Regions from separate parts of the Gossypium hirsutum genome. Here region 2 is linked to region 1. The links are chromatin contacts, called in public Hi-C maps. All regions are on one chromosome and are shown on one strand. Each heading gives the region's core, a stretch centred on a gene start, on an enhancer-like site or on the middle of the called end of the contact. The rest is flanking DNA. Distances are from core to core; before and after follow the strand shown.

The links. Hi-C and Micro-C count contacts between places; a contact is called where the count stands out from the background.
Region 2: a Hi-C map of leaf shows a contact between it and region 1, with 2.0 times the contacts expected there. The contact joins the promoter of LOC107903786 here to the promoter of LOC107903789 in region 1. A contact is called at or near these places in 5 of 34 Hi-C or Micro-C datasets (callus, fibers, hypocotyl and 1 more).

Annotation. Positions count from the first base shown.
Region 1 is chrA10:76,203,042-76,206,028 of Gossypium_hirsutum_v2.1, forward strand. LOC107903789 (phosphoglucan, water dikinase, chloroplastic) reads right to left here and starts at 1,510. Exons shown (of 19, transcript XM_016829956.2): 1 at 1,111-1,510; 2 at 234-846. The coding sequence starts at 1,295.
Region 2 is chrA10:76,496,754-76,499,744 of Gossypium_hirsutum_v2.1, forward strand. It overlaps LOC107903786, which reads left to right and starts at 1,591. Exons shown (of 11, transcript XM_041079190.1): 1 at 1,591-1,873; 2 at 2,508-2,641; 3 at 2,767-2,934. The coding sequence starts at 2,525.

The DNA.
Region 1 (2,987 bases), core at 260-2,759:
TAGAAAGAGCTCATGAAAAAGGGTTTCAGCTAATATAAGGTTCAATGAAATTGTATTCAAATAAATGCATTAACACTATCAAGCTACACATGTCCATAATGCTAAACATCATAAAATTATACTGTATGTTTAGTAAATTTCAAATTCAAGTGCATGTATATATATTGATTATGACATTTCTAGAATTTTTCTATGAATATGAATTTTGCAATCAACAAAATGACTATGTGTACCTTTCTCCACCAATTCCTTGCACTTTTATCACCTTCAACTAATTTCAAAGCCAACCCTTCAAGACCAGTCGTATCCCATCTCGTCTCCAATTCTCTGTTGTGATGTTCATTTGACCGCATGAAGGAAGCAGGCCTCCCTTGCCATTGTCCAACAAAAGGACTTGCCTCGACCTCCAAGGCATCAGTAGTAGATGTCGATTCACTATGACCAGCATCATCCACACTGTCAACATATTCTTCCGAACTTAAAGGCAATAATTCCAACGTCTCCTCTGTGGAATTCCAGTGACATATCATCCCAAAATTTCCTCCCTGAGGCAGTTTCAGAACACGGTTATTTCCACCTTCCCATGCTACACTCTTGTCCTTACTAACAACCACAAATTTGAACTCAACAGACTCGCCCCCTTTCAACTCCAAGTCACATATCCATCCATCCTCACTCCAGTTCATAGGCACCTGCTTCTTCCAGGATCCCAATTCTTTTGTGGACCCCAAGATCACTACATGCTCACCAAATTGAACTTGGTGGTCTAAACAGACATTAAGCCCTACTTTGCCACTTCCAGACATTGGTTTCACTTTCGTCATCTTCTTCTTCTTTTCTTCTTCTCTGCTCCAAAAAAAGAAACCCATTTTAGCAATCTCCATCCTCAAGAGGATTCGATACCATTTCATACAATCAATCAGGAAAAAACTATGTCATTAGATTTTTCAATCATAATAAAAGTAAAACTCAAATAACCTTTCCATTTGCAGACATTTCTCATCAGCAAAAGTTAAGTATAATTAAATATCAACAATGATAAGAAGGAGAAGAAGCCTAGACAACGAATGTTGTAAAAAGAAGAAGAAAGGAGAAAGGCGAAAAGGGTACCTAGTGGGAGTAGAGGAAACGGCGAAAACAAGAGAATGAGAGTGTTTACGGTGGCGGTTGATTCCCGGCGGAAACGGGAAAGGAAAAGAAATCCTGAGGCTGAAAATAGTAGCGTCGGGGAGGAATTTGAGTTGCTTCCGAGCTGGGATTTGAAAATGGAGTGAACGTAGAGAAATAGAATCCATTGCTTCTTTTCCCTTTTTTTCTCCTTTGTACGTCTTGGGATTGAGATCTTGTGCTTGTATAGGCAGAGAGAACAAAGAAATGAAGCCTACTATACTGATCTCTCACAGTTCACTGAATCATGGATTGGGATTTCTGGTCTCAATTGCTGGGTTTGCGCCACGTGGGATGCTCAACCCAATTGTCTATTTGTAAATTCCTAGTCACGTATTTTCTGTAATTAAATTAAAATATGACCAAGATCCAAGATATTTATACTTGAAATATGAGAATCCTTGGAAGATATTTATATTCATATAATTTAACTGTCTATTTTTATTATATTTTTTTTTATTTTCAAGATGATGAATAAAATAAATTATATAAAGTCAATTTCCATAATTAAATATATTTATTGAATAAAATAAAGGTTAATCGTTACTAGGATCGTTTTAGTTTTAAGAAATAATTTATTAAATTTATTTTAAAATAAATATAAATTTATCTTTATAATAATCTCATTCGTTTGTCAAGATTTTATCTGTTATAAAGAGATGATTGTTATGCACCTAAAACAACATACTATTATAGATAAATAATTATTATAAACTTACCATAAAATAAACAAAATTAAAATACCTATAACAAGTGCATGCATTATTACTTTTATGTATTTTTTACTTTATATTTTTTCACATGATTAATTATGAACTTTATAAATCTAACAAGTTCAATTAATCAGTATGAGTTATCAAATTAAATTAATCAACTATTAAATTCAAGTAATCAATTTATAAGATTATGATGTTCCAAATTCATATTAAAATATTTAATTATGGAACTTAATAGTTTATTGGATTGATATCTTTAATTCTATTAGTTGAAGATTATTTCATTTAATAAAATATAATTAATAGATTTTTTTCATGTGAAATTTAAATATTTTATTGAAATAATATTTTAGTTAAGATTATTTTTATCTAATAAATTGTAATTAATAAGTTTGCTTAAATGAAATAGCTGTAATTTTACTTTTTAAATAGTATGTTGTTATAGAGAACTAGATTAAAAAAGAATGTACTTCATAACTTTGTAGCTTTGGTTGTTGTTTTTATAAGTGGAAATTTGCTATAGAGAGTTAAAATAAAATATAAAAAAAAATTATTTTACTAAAAACTTGGTTGTTATAACAAATATAAATAATTTTATTTATTTCATAAATATTATTGTTTTGAGATTGTTTCTTAAAACATGATTTTTAAAACTATCTCAATACTCATTAGTGTTAAGGTATTCCTTAAATAATCAAGATTTTTTCGCCTTTGGAATTATGGCGGGTGTTAAGAGATAAAATCTCAACATTTAAAAATACCTCAACACCCAATTAAATACTCTAATGGACCCCTAAATCTAAATGATTTTTTAAAATTTTAATAAGAGTTCAACAGGCTCCAAAGATCATTTAAATTTTCCAACAGAATCCTAAGTCTAAACATTTTTTAAATATAAACAAACATTGACACCTATAATCGTTGATGTCCATTTCAATACCATATTAAAACTCTAATCCTAAACCTTAAAAATTTCAAACTTTTACTATTTAAAATTTAAATGAATCTCGATATCAATGAGTGTCAAGACCCTTTCACAAAACATTAACCTTAAACTTTATAAATAACCTATTCCATTAGTTGATTTTTATAGAAAACTCAAAG
Region 2 (2,991 bases), core at 341-2,840, 290 kb after region 1:
TAAATGTTCTTATTGGTTGTAATGCTCGTGACCCTAATTTGAGGACGGAGAGGGGTTAAGGGTGTTACATGTTTATTATTTTCTTTTATTCCCCTTTTAACATAAAATCTAAAGAGGCCTCTTATCAATTAGTCCAAAAAGTTTTTTCTACCAAAAATTATTTTTGTAACAAAGTTTATTCCAACCGGAAATACTGTAGCAAATACCCATTTTCGTAATTAATCTTTTTTTATATGTTTTTTTGTAATTAATTATTTTTTATGCTATTTAGGTAAAAAACCCTAAAATAATATGAGGACAAACCAAAAATCATGAGCGTATACCAAAAAACATTAGAGTATACCAAAACATATGAGAGGCTACTTGAAAACATAACGAGGTACCTATGAGAAGATATAAAAAATTTGAGATTATACCAAAAAACATGAGGATTACCAAAAAGTATGAGCAAATACCAAAATTGTGAGGGATTACCATAAAAACATGAAGAAATACTAAAAAATTGATGGGTAACTAGAAAACATGAGGGAATACAAAAAAAAATATGAGGATATACCAAAACTTGAGATATACTAATTTTCGGTTCATATTAAAATTTTGTTAATTTATTTTAATTTTAATTTTTAAAAATTATTATTAATTTAATCTATCCATTTCAATATTTTAACATAGAATTATATCTTTTACAAAATTTTAATTTTGAAACCATACCAACAAATATGAAGGTATATAGAAAAAAGAGGGATTGCAAAAATATCTAAGAGAGTACCGATAAACATGGGATTAATATATAAGAGAGTATCGATTTTTAATTTAAAAAATTATGAAATAATATCAAATTTTATGAGGAAGTATTAAAATATATAAGAAATTACCAAAAGTTTGTTGAGAAATGCCAAAAAGTATAAGATAGTATTAGAGGTGTTCATGAGTCGGGTTCGGGTCCAATTAAAATTTAGGCTTGAGTCCGACTTGAAAAATGGGCTTAAAATTTTATTCAAGTTCGACTTGGAGAAAAATGTTAAAATCTAGGTCCGACTCGGCTCATATTAAGTTTTTTATATTTTTATATAATTTTTTAAAAATATAATACATCAAAAATACTAAAAATAATAAAATAAATATTTCCCAACAAATTGAAAATAAATTTTAAAAAATATGCATGCTTAAATAATAAGATATGTATAACTTAACAAGTAAATGTCTCTAAAATAGTAACAAAATTAACAATAAAATAATAGTTATACAATAATAACAAAATAAGAAAATAGTAGAAAATAATAGTGAAATAGTAGTAAAATAGTAAAAAATAAGAAAATAACAAAAAAAGAGTAAAAAAATGATATTCAAGCTGGGCAGAGTCAAAAAAGTTTTATCTAAAGCCAGACCCGTTTTCTAAATAAGTTTTAATTTTTTACTTAAATCTATTTTTTGATTTTATATTTTTATCTAAATCTTCTTATTTTTTTTGTATGATTTTTGAATTGAGCGAGGTAACCCAATAATGAATAGGCTTAGATAGTATCAAGGAGAAAATAAAAAAATTTATGGTAGTATATTTATTTTTAACTTGTAACTTGATGAAGGGCTAAAAGTTGATCTTAAGGCTGTGTTGTTTTAGTTGTTGTTGTTTTTTTTTTTTCTTTTTTTTTTTCAGAGCTCACAGCAGAACTGCCCAAAAAACATGGTGCGCGCGATAGGCATGAATTAAAAGACGTATTTTTGGCCGAACCCCAAAACTATCTTCATTATTATCTCTATGTTCTCTACTCCTTTTTCTACTTAAAAATACATAAAATAATTAGTAAAATAACATAATAAACAACAAATCACCCAAAGGCCAAAACCTTCCCATCCCAGACCAAATTTTGATGTAAGAACATCATTCATTCTTTTTTAGTAAGAACATCCCATCTCTCCTTTTTTTTTGTTTATTTTATTTTATTGCAATCTATTTCCTTTTATCTTTATGTTCGATCATTTTCTTCTGGCTTGTCTTCGTACATGTTTTTATTTCTTTTTTTTTTCTGGAAAAATCGGAACTTTTGTATGAAATGTTCCTATTTTGTTGGTGGGTTTTGATGGTTTTGGGTTTTTTTTTTCAGTTCATATCGTATTTTAGATATGATTTAATCATATTTTAGGGTTTTTTTGGGTTATTGTGGTTCATTGGTTTGTTTGGAAGTAAGTTTCTTTTATGATTTCTGGGAATATTTGTTCTAAATTCCATTTCTTTTTAGGGTTTCTCTGGGGTCTTCTATTATATTTTAGGTTTTTTAAGGCGGTTTGTTTGGAAGTAGGTTTAGTAAATCCTGTGAATATTTGCTTCTATGATAAAAGAAAAGTAATGTTTGCTAGTCTGCTTGTAAGTTTATTTCCATGATTTTAGGAATACCCTTTTCTCCAATTAGTATATTGTCTTTAGGTTTCCAATGATTTTTATTCATTTTTGTTTCTGAGAAAGGAAAACATAAGAAAATAACAGCAATAATTTGATAATTTCACAGTTGAATGCAAATATAGCATGTCCCGTTTGCAACTGGGGGATTTCTATTACATGGCTGAAGATATCATTGATGATATGGATGAAGACGACTATGGTAGAGCTGGTGGAGACATGGATGCCCATGAATATGACATGGTTTGTTTTTCATTTTGGTTATATGTATTTATTTGTATATTTTTGTTAGTTTTAGTTTATTTTAGAATTAATGATGAAATTAATCACTTTCAAGCTATAATTTGACCATTTGACCATTTGAGCAGCTGACCAAGGTGACTGATACATCTTCTGGTCAAGCACGGAAGGGGAAGGACATTCAGGGAATTCCATGGGAAAGATTGAACATAACCAGGGAAGATTATAGATTGACAAGGCTTGAACAGTATAAGAATTATGAGAATATCCCGGCCTCTGGTGATGCTGTTGACAAGGTTTGTTTCTTCTACGATCTCTAAACAAGATAGTTTGTCCTAAAGAGACTATCATTT